Regions from separate parts of the Mus musculus genome. Here region 1 is linked to region 2. Evidence: chromatin contacts called from public Hi-C data. All regions are on one chromosome and are shown on one strand. Each heading gives the region's core, a stretch centred on a gene start, on an enhancer-like site or on the middle of the called end of the contact. The rest is flanking DNA. Distances are from core to core; before and after follow the strand shown.

What was found. Hi-C and Micro-C count contacts between places; a contact is called where the count stands out from the background.
Region 1: a contact with region 2 is called in a Hi-C map of muscle stem cells, with 1.9 times the contacts expected there. The contact joins two enhancer-like sites. A contact is called at or near these places in 7 of 484 Hi-C or Micro-C datasets (cerebral cortex, embryonic stem cells, forebrain neurons and 4 more), 7 of 115 datasets of contacts at active chromatin or transcription factors (craniofacial prominence, embryonic forebrain, embryonic midbrain and 3 more) and 2 of 9 other capture datasets (adipose tissue and embryonic stem cells).

The regions. Positions count from the first base shown.
Region 1 is chr7:96,300,504-96,305,645 of GRCm38.p6, reverse strand. The region is part of intron 1 of Tenm4 (teneurin transmembrane protein 4); the gene reads right to left. Among named protein-coding and RNA genes, the nearest start is that of Mir6394, 2.6 kb to the left of the region's middle. Within about 2 kb of position 3,630, at least 18 of the 459 cell types and tissues checked have an H3K27ac peak or open chromatin away from gene starts, as enhancers often do. A contact at or near this core is called in muscle stem cells, where this site is marked.
Region 2 is chr7:96,219,107-96,224,415 of GRCm38.p6, reverse strand. The region is part of intron 1 of Tenm4 (teneurin transmembrane protein 4); the gene reads right to left. Among named protein-coding and RNA genes, the nearest start is that of Mir708, 28 kb to the left of the region's middle. Within about 2 kb of position 1,630, at least 4 of the 459 cell types and tissues checked have an H3K27ac peak or open chromatin away from gene starts, as enhancers often do. A contact at or near this core is called in muscle stem cells, where this site is marked.

The DNA.
Region 1 (5,142 bases), core at 2,381-4,880, 79 kb before region 2:
AAGCTAAATCATTCCTGATTAAAGCCACTGGCTTAAAGCCAGCCCAGCCAGCCCTTGCAATGTTTACGTTCATCAGTACTTGCCTGACATTCTCACATACCTCACATCTACAGAGTACCTTCCAGTTCACAGCATCCTGGAAACAGTAGTCATTTAGTTAATCTTGCTGTGCACGGGAAATCAGCCTGCTTGGTTCTTAGAAATAAGAGAAAAGAGAACCAAAACAAAGCAAATAAAAAACTCATTGAACTGGTCAAGGCAGTCCAGGAGGAGCAAGTCTATGGTGGATATGTCAATATCACATCCTACTGGAGACTATGGCATGTAGAGCCCAGGGATATTTGTATCATGTGATCATATCCCACTGTAATCAGGGCTGATTAAAACAGATTTGGTACTTGTGCTTGGAGGGGGGGCGACGCCTTAACTGTTCAGGAGCCTTGGTTTGTCTTGATTAGGCTCCTCCTCTGATGCGTGGGACCTTAATTTGGGGGCTAGAGGCAATGGTTTGTAACAGAGGGGTACCAAGGGTTGGTAGGGTATTGAGAAGATCAGAGAATACAATTTAAAGCTCTGTGGGCCTGTGAGCTTTTTGGAGGTAGGTGAGCAGAGGGTAGAACAGAGTAGCCACACAAAGAGAAAGACCCACAGATACCTCAGTGCCCTACAGCCCTTTCCAGGCTCTCTGTTAAGCTCTGCTGCAATAGGGTTCTTGTCTTTGGATTCCCCCACTGTGGCACTACAGGCCTTCCTCTTTCTACTGTAGCTTGAGTAGGTAGGTGAGTGTTCTGTGACACCCAAGATCCTGTGCAGGACAAGATCAGAGTAGATAACTGTTACCCTCATTCCAGAGGTGATAAGCACAAGAACCAACAGGCTCTCACAGCTCCATCTGTAGCCAACCCAACATGAAGGATCTTCTCTCCTCCTCCTTGCTTGTCTGACTCTGAGTAATTGCTAAGGACCCACTGAGTCTCGGAAGGAAATGATATGATATGACAGATAAACTGTGATAACCTGCCTCCCAAATGTCCCTTCCATAGACTAGGATTCTGATGGAAGCGAAGTGTGTGTGTGTGTGTGTGTGTGTGTGTGTGTGTGTGTGTGTGTGTCTCGGGGGCTGGAGTGGGGGTTGGGCTAGGGGGTGCCATCTTGTGTTTTCTTCTGCATTCCTATAGTACAAAACAGGGCTTGCCCAGAGCAGATGCTTAAAGATGTGTGTGGAATGAATGACTGAATCCATTTATCAGATGCAGGACTTTCTGACCATAATAAGATTAATAGAAGTTCCCACACCCTCAACCACAGACTAAAGAGAAAAAAAAATAGCCACTACATTTGAGAGTCCAGGTTCTTTTGAGGGAAATTTTTACTTGTGAACAACAGCTGCTATCAGCTTGAGTTCAGCTCCCGGTCAGTGCCTGCATATAAGAGGGTTATCTAATCCTTGGAATGGGATGGCCTCTGACTGCCACCCAGATGGCAGGAGGTGGAATTCCCTTCATAGCATCCCCAGCAAGAGATTTGGTTGCCTGACCAAAAACCCGAAGGGATTTGCAGCCAGCCCTTCCCTCTCCTCAGAGGCAGCTGCACTGGTAGAAAGGCAACTTCTACCTACTGACTTCTTTTTCCAAAGTCTCTGGCCCTAGCCTTAAATTCACATGGAAGCAATCTAAACTATCTCAAATAAAGCATGCAGCCTTAAAAAAAAAATCCTGGAATGTGGCCTGGTGAATTCTAAACTTGCTCAATGAAATTTGGCTTGGCACACTTAGCTTCCCTACATCCAAGATGCCTGAAATCTTAGCCCAGACCTGGGTTCGAGTCCCAGCTGGACCTCGGGAAGTAACACTTGCCATGTAGCTTCCTCCTGGAGCTCTGCAGAAGAACACTAGCCGGCTGAGTCACATCTGACTGTGCATGTCGGAACACTTAAGTTAGCTGTAGAGCAAAGCTGGTGTACAAGTCAGGGACTCTGAAGAGGATCTCTCCACAGACCTAAGGCTCTAGACCCTCTCTCAAGTCTCACCCCCACCCCCCAGCATGGCAACAGAGCGGAGAAAGATCTTATTCTATTTTTTCCCAGAGTATGTAGGAGAGAGGTGGGTAGGCCTAACTATTGATGATATTATTCTCCAGATGCAGGGGATAAGGAAGATCAGGCTCAGTGCCCACTTGACGCAGGTGTCTGTGTACATGCCTCCCTGGCCTAAGTGTGGCCAAGGCTTCAGCCGCTCATCTATAAACAGGACAGGAGCCTATTCCTTCTTCAGCCAAGCACTGTCATAGAGCCCAAACTCGATAATACATCAGGAAGAAAAAATCCTTCAAAATGATGAGCACTATGCCTTTGTGAATCACCCTAGTATACTGAAAACAGCATGGCTCCTTCCAGGGGCCAGGGCCAAGTTCAGGGACTCCTGTCTAGGACCACAGGCCAAGCACTTGTTCTCAGCCCCTGAGTATACTCCTCCCTCTCCCCAGTACACTCTTCCCTCCCCACCTGAGTACACTCCTCCCTCCCCCCCCCCCCCGCTGAGTACACTCTTCCCTCCCCCTTGAGTACACTCCTCCCTTCCTAGGGCTCATTGAATATGTAATGTGGAACCCTCACATCATTGACGTATGTGTTATTAATTCCCATCTTATAGACTAAGAAGCTGAGATACAGAAAGATTAGGTCAGCTGCTAGGTCCCACAGTTATTAAATAGTAACTGCAACCTAGGGACAGAGTCACAAGACAAGAAAGAGAAATGAAAGCGTGGGCAAAGGCAAAACCTAGGCTAAGTCAATATCAAAAGAGGAAGAAAAAGGGAGGGGCAAGAGATGGGAGGGAGGAGCAAAGGCTGAGACTAAATTACATTGGAGGAAAACTTTGGGGAGGCAGCAATCTGCTACCAGGTTGGGGGGGCGGGTGGGGGTGTGGGATGGAGGTGGGGTGACCTCTTCAGACCTGAGGCAGGCCCACAGGCCACAGTGTGAGGAAGTGACAGGTCAGCAGAGACATTCAGCTGAGCTACAAAAGCCTTCTGCCAGGGTGGCAAAAAAGAAAAAAAATATTAAGCGAGACTTCCTCAGGCTTTAGAAATTGCTGAAATTCAGAGGCCGCAATGGAAGATAAAGTGTCCTACAAAGGGAGCACCGAACGGAATCAATTTCCCCGGGCCGACTTTTATGTCCTATTATAAGAAATTGAAAAATTATTTCTGCGGGAATGTCGCTTTGCCGGTCCACCTCTCCTGAAGATATTGAGGAGGAAAATGGCTTCCAATAAATGGGCATCGGGCTCTGTTCTCCATCACCAGCCTTGATCCTCTGCTCTGAGGCTCAGGAGCTCCCGGAAGTAGAGTCAGGGGATGAGGGTACTGGTGGGTGGGGGGCACTCTTCTGTTAGAGTCTGAGGGGCTGGTCTGGAGAAAGCAATAAAGACAACTGAGAGCGTCAGGGACCCCCAGGTCCTGTTGGCCAGACACACACACACACACACACACACACACACACACACACATACACACTCACACACCCTACCCAGTAGAACATGATACTCTTGAGGATGGCTAGACTGAGCCAGGGTGGAATGTCAGCATTCCTTAAATGGAATGTCACACGGCACAGTGGACTCCCTTTGCAGCTGTCACAGCATACACAGTTGCTTCTTCTGTCACCACATTAAAGCCTTGACACTCATTATCCCACCACTTACAGCCACGGTCCCCTCATCATGACATTCTCACCTGGTCACACCCACTTTCCTTCTGTGTCCTGGCACAGCTGATGTTCTCAAGGTCCTTCTGGATACCAGGAGTGCCTAAAGCCTTCACTACACACACACACACACACACACACACACACACACACACACACACTTCATCTTACTACAGTGTTGCTAGGCAGATCCAGTCCTTCCATTTACAGATGGGAAAGCTCAGAACCTTTGGGTTAACCTGTGATCATCAAAGGAGCATGCAGCTTTAATATCCCATGGTGAGAGGAGCTTTGAGACATTTTGTAGAGGCTGAGCAATGATATAAAGGACAGAATACCTCATGGAGGAGGAAACTGGAGGAATATGGAGTCAAGGCCTCCTGGCCAAAGGCACAGGATGATGTAGGATTTGGGAGCAGGATTGGAAGGATAGGAAGAGATACAGAGAGAGGGAATAGGGAGTGGCTGTGGGTGGCTGGAAAGCAATGGAAATGGGAATCCACAGATGTCTGACCTTTCTCTAAGACCCTTGCATGACTGGTAGTTGCAAGCTTTGGGGCCCCAAGACAAGCATCAAGGCTGGGGACTCTGAGCCCTCACTCCATAACAAGAACCACTTGAAGAACACTTAGATTCCAGTGTGCAGGCTGCACTCCAAGTCACCGAACCCAGTCTCTCTCGGAGCGAGGTTAGTCACAGATCTCTGGGAAATTGCAAATCCCTAAACAGCTGAACAGCTGTGCTCTGGGACCCATCTCCAGGGCCAGAATGCCAGTTTAGAGTCATATGAATTCCACCTCGGGATTATCCTCAGCCCTTCCCATCCTGCTACAACACTTCTCTCCCTGCCTCCCCCCTCTAGCCCTGAAGCACTGTACAAAGTGATCCTTCCCTTCCTGTCCTTGGTCTGACCTGGGCTTTTGGGGTTGTTTGTGCAGTGTCTGAGGATTAGGCTCCACCTGCTTCATTGTCCTTGCCATTCAGAGTGTGTCTCAGTGGTTTGGTGGCTTTACTCTCGGACTCATGAGGCCTTGGCCCTTCTAGCTCCTCACATGAGCATAACTAAAGCTTGCTTCACCGTGACCCGTCTTTAGTGTGAATGCCTACGGACAAGGGAATCATGGATTTTTGCTACTGGCCCCAGATGTAGAGGATCAGTTGACTTAGTCTTTCTTCTCTGTCTGGCTTTGGACACTATGCAATCATGATAGTCAGTTTCTGTAGCAGCTAGCTGAATCAGGCATCCTGTTCTACAGATGAGCATACATAGGCACAGGGAAGAGAAAGGGCACACAGCCTGGGGTTTCATAAATAGAAGTTAGAACTTAGTCCCACACCCATGTCTGCTGACTCCAGAGGTTGAGCTTTGACATGCAGTCAGAGTCTAAGTTTCTCACCTGTAAAATGAGGATATTGGTTTTTTTTAATCAGATAGT
Region 2 (5,309 bases), core at 381-2,880:
ACTCTATCATTCAACTATATTTCCTGCTCCCAAACATGAAAAAAATATGTAAAATCTTTAAAGTAATACCTTAATAATAAAATTGCTCCCTCCTCCACAATATGTCACAAAGTTGAATGCATTTAAGGATGTTAAGGGAGCCTGAAGAGCACACTGTTCCGGCTGTAAGTGCAGTTTGTCCCTGGTATGCTGATGATGGCCACTGTTTATTATGTTGCCTGGCACACGGCAGCTGTCACGACAGACACCACAGCAATCCTGGTGTCCAGATGCATACACATCTGGTACTTACAGACATGGGGAGATGAGGAAGAGAAAGATCAAGTTTGAGATCCCTGCTCGGCAAGGAAGGGGATTCCATCATCAGGATTTGTATGTCTGGGGAACTTGTCAGAAACACACTCTCAGGTCAACTCTCCAATGCACTGGACAAGAATCTGTGTTTGTGTTTATGGCAAGGGGGTTGTGCGTAGTGTATGCTAGTGTGCACAGACATATGAGGACATGTGTCTCTACATATATATTTAAAGCCCAGAAGTTGATTGACAATGGATGTCTTTATCTATCTCCTGACATCTTATTTTTGAGACAGTCTAGCATTGACACTGAGACTCACCATTTTGGTTAAGGCTGGTTAGGGAGCCTCTGGGATTCTCCTATCTCTGCCTCTTCCAGTTCTCGTGTTATAGAAGCAAAACAATGTGGCCAGCTTTCATATAAGTGCTAGGGATCCACACTCTGATTGTCCTGCTTGTGTGACATGCACTTTGTACACTGAGTCATCTCTACCATCCCGAGGACCTGTAACTTAACAAGTCTCAAGAAGTAACAAACAAGTGTTGTTTGTTATTTTGTCTTGTCTGTTCTTTGGGACAGACCTTCCTATGTTGTCCAGGCTGACCTTAAATGTGTGATCTTCCTGCCTCAGAACACCAAGTTGCTGAGATTACAGAAAAGCACTCTTGCATCTGACAGTCAAGGGCCTCTCTGTAGTACAATTCAGTTTCCCAGTTTGACGTAGATTTGAGATGATCTCCAGAAAAATTAATCCAAAGGAGTGAATAATGTCTTCACTTTTATCATTAGTAGTAACAGTATTAGCATTTACTTGTCTGTGTGCACATGACTGGATAGAGACATATATGCCATGGCACATGTGTGGAGGTCAGGGGACAACTTGTAGAACATGTTACCTCCTTCTACATATACTCCAAAACTCATAATCAGGTTATCAGGCTTTTGTAGCAAGCACTTTTACTGAGGCAAGTCATCTTGCCTGCCAAGGACTTCTTAACAAATTGTACTGTCAACAAGAAAATCCCAAACCCTTCAAACTTGAGAGCCTTCAGACTCTTCCACAATGACAAGTCTTCAGCACAACTTTGGAAGGTTACTACCATGAGATGTGCATTTGACATGCTGAAAGAAATGAGACATCCTCTCTTCTACCTGGGGAATCCAGAAGTGACCTTGCACATTTGAGGGGATTATGCAGGATTGGTTAATGGGCACAGCCCAGGAGAGAACAAAAAAAAAAAAAAAGAGCAGAAGTAGCCCAAAGGCTTATCCTGACAGCTCCAGGCAAAGCAAGGCCTTTTCCACCAGGCAGAAAGCAGCTGTTGGAGGGAACAGAACAGGAGGAGGGAGAATGCTGACTTTCCCACTGAGATGCCCCAGTTTGCCAGTGGCAGGGCGGAGGGTGGAGCAAAAAGCCTTGATTATCATATTCTAGTCCCATGGATTTAGTGAATTAGGTCACTCACCTCATACATAAATTACCCAATATGGGATCCTTTCTGCTTCTTTGGAAAGGGGATGGAATGAACATTTAATGAAGCTCTACTCTTGTGTGTCATTGCTCACCCTTAGCTGTATAGCTTTGCTGGCTCCCATCTCTCTCTCTTACACACACACACACACACACACACACATACACATACACACACACACACACACACACACACACACACACACACACTGGCTCCCATCTCTCTCTCTTACACACACACACACACACAGAGACAGACAGAGAGACAGACAGAGAGACAGACAGACAGACAGACAGACAGACAGACAGACAGATAGATAGATAGATAGATAGATAGATAGATAGATAGATAGAGACAGGGACAGACAGAGAGACAGAGAACATTTATGGGGAAAGAAGAAACTGGTCTTTGGTAAGAACATTTCAGGTGAGTCTACTGCAGGGATGGCATTAGCAATGCCTGTTGAGACCTATAGTGATACTAGAAACTAAAGCTAGCACTGAGTAGGTACTCAGAGAGGCAGAGAGAAAGTCTTTAGGATTTTGTGAGTGTAAGGAGTAAAAGAACAATTGATACTGAACCAGGGTGAACTGCTCACCTTTCTCCACATATCCCTGGCTTTCACCTTCTACAGGTACCATCATTATCCAAGGTCCTCCTGGAGCTATGCTTGTATAACCTTGCAAAATGAGCATCTTCAAACCCTCTTAAGTCTCAGAGCCTCCCCAGCCCCACATGTTCCCACTACTGATGTGCTCTAATGGGCTTCAGAAGCAGGTCACAAAACCTGAAGTTGAGCAGATGGGGAATAAGAAGAAATATGCCAGTGCCAAAAGCCACCATTGTCACAAAGGATACTGACCAAAAGATACTATACAAGTGCCACACAAACCTTTTGGAGACAGAGACTTCGATTTTCCATTTTATTACTGAAAAGAGGGTGAATACAGATTTCTAAGGACTGTGTTTGAATGCATAGAGCTACCAAGTGACGTGTGTTGGCAATTCCCGAGTCTTGCCAGGCCCTCCAAGCCACTTCACAAAACCACAGCACAGAGGGGAACCATCATCAATGAAAGGAAAGGGAAGCCAGAACTTAGCTATACCTCAATAAACTCCTGTCCTTTCTTCTTTGTTTTTTTTTTTTTTTTTTTGTTTGCTTGCTTACTGTGGTGCTGAGGATTGAACTCAGAGCCTTGCAATGCCAGGCAAGTCCATCCACTACAGAGCTAAAAGTCAATAAATCACTTTTCAGGTTCTGGGAATTCTCATGTTGACTCAGCAGTAACAAGGACTCCTATGCTTGTCATAAACGATCTTTCCCAATAACCATGCTAAGAACCCTGCCAACTTCTCAATATTATTCCCATTTGATGAACTGGGAAACTAAGGCATGCAGACATTAAGTAGCTTATCAAGGTCCCACAGAGAGAAGGCACTGAAGCTGGGCAGAGTAGGTGGTGCCAAACTCAGTGCTGCTTTCAGATACCAGGGGAGAGAGCTTGGGAGATTGTTCAAGGCTGCAGTAAGAACACTGTTCTACAGTCCTAGGTACTTCCTGGAAGGTGGCTCCACACTGAGCCTCACAGCCACTGTCACTTAGCAGCTAAAGACTACTACTCTTTAGGTAGGGGCGCCTTGGGTTTTAATCAGTCAACCCTGTAAACAAGGCACTCACTCCAGCTTTATTTATTCCTTGAGAGAGAGGCGCAGCAAGAGTGGGAGCCAGCAAGGAGCTTACACAGCATTTCAGTGCTATGCACTGCTGGGAAGCTCATAAGCACAATGGGGCAGGCAGAAGACCGCTTCCTAGCCTGCACCAGAGACAGATGGGGACTACAATCAGCCACATTTGTACCAGGTTCAGCGCTGCCAATCACAAGCCTGTCCGGTCTGAATCACAGAACCACAAGCCATCTTCTACTTTCCTCTGGAGAGTAAAGATCCTACAAATCTCCAGGGAACATCATGCATGTCTATATTCTAGACAGTGCACACACCGGGTCCTGAGGTTGTCCTCTGCATCTTCACATGCTTGGACTAGATCTTTGTAAGGTGAGCACTGGCTCCTCCCTGCCATGATATGTGAGCTTGATTGACTGCACTTTCTATTATTTATTTATATACGAGGACAGAGAGGTACAGAAGGTTGATCCAAGGTTTCTGTGCCAGAAAAGTGGTGGCTCAGGGTCTGAAGCAGTTCTTCCTCTGAACACAGTCTCCAAAGTTGATATTCTTCTCAATACCCTATTTTACTCATCCAAGTCACCATAGCCTTTCTCTATCTTCCTCCTTCCCTTCTTCTCTTTCTTGCTTTTTTCTTTCTTTCTCCTTTTCTCCTTCTTTCTCTTTCTCTCTCTCTCTTTCTTTCTTTCTCTCTCTCTCTCTTTCTTCTCTCTCTCTCTCTCTCTCTCTCTCTCTCTCTCTCTCTCTCTCTCTCTCTCTCTCTCTGTGTGTGTGTGTTTGTAATCCTAGCACTTAGCAGGCTGAGGCAGGAAGGCAAGATTAATACTAGCCTGAACTACAGAGCAAGAGCTAGGCCAGCCTAGGGACCTCAGCAATCATGTACAAAGCTAGCTGTAGATTTGCCTGCTCTCCCAGTGCTGGGTTGCTAGAAGCAGAAGGATCCCTGAAGCTATACAGCAACCCTGATTCAAAATACATAAATAAAAATAAATGGAAGCTGGACATGGTGGTGCACGCCTTTAATCCCAGCACTTGGGAGGCAGAGGCAGGCAAGTTTCTGAGTTCGAGGCCAGCCTGGTCTACAGAGTGAGTTCCAGGACAGCCAGGGGCTATACAGAGAGACCCTGTCTCAAAAAACAAAACAAAACAAAAGGAAGAAAGGAAGGAAGGGCAGGAGAATGGAAAATAAAACAGAATAAAAAATAAAAACAATATTTCATCTTTGTATACTATTCTACTGTCTGGCTCCAGGACACTCTGTCCAGTCTATTCCTAACCCCCCCCCCCCCCCCCGCCAAGCTAATAAATACCACTGCAGTGAACATTTTTATTCTTAAAACTTCTCTGCCTGTCTCTGAATATTTTCTTTGGCTAGATTCCTAGAATTGGAATACTGGACTAAAGGGAGTAAGTGTTTCTAAGACTACCGACAGTTACTGCCAAATTGCTTTCCTAAAAGGGTATATTAATTTGCATTTTCACCAGCAGGGAAGGAGAGTACCTGTCTCCCATCATCCTCTCCAGGATCCAGCATTGTCTTAAAGATAATCTTGGCTAATAAGAAAAGTGATAAATGGTAGCACAAGTCTTCAAAGAGGCAAAGGATGCTAATCTTACAGTGTATACAGGACACAGATTGGGTTGCTCAGTGTTCCTCGTATGTCAGCCAGTTTGGAGAAGTTTTATATTTGAGTTCTATGATGGCAAGGACTTTCGTGTTATTCTTTGATTATCCCTGGGATCCAACCTGGTGCTCCCTCTGAGTCTTTTCCACAACAATGGAAGCATCCTATGACTGCAAGTATCTACCCTGGTAGCCACTCTCCACATGTGGCTTTTGAAACTTTGAGAAAT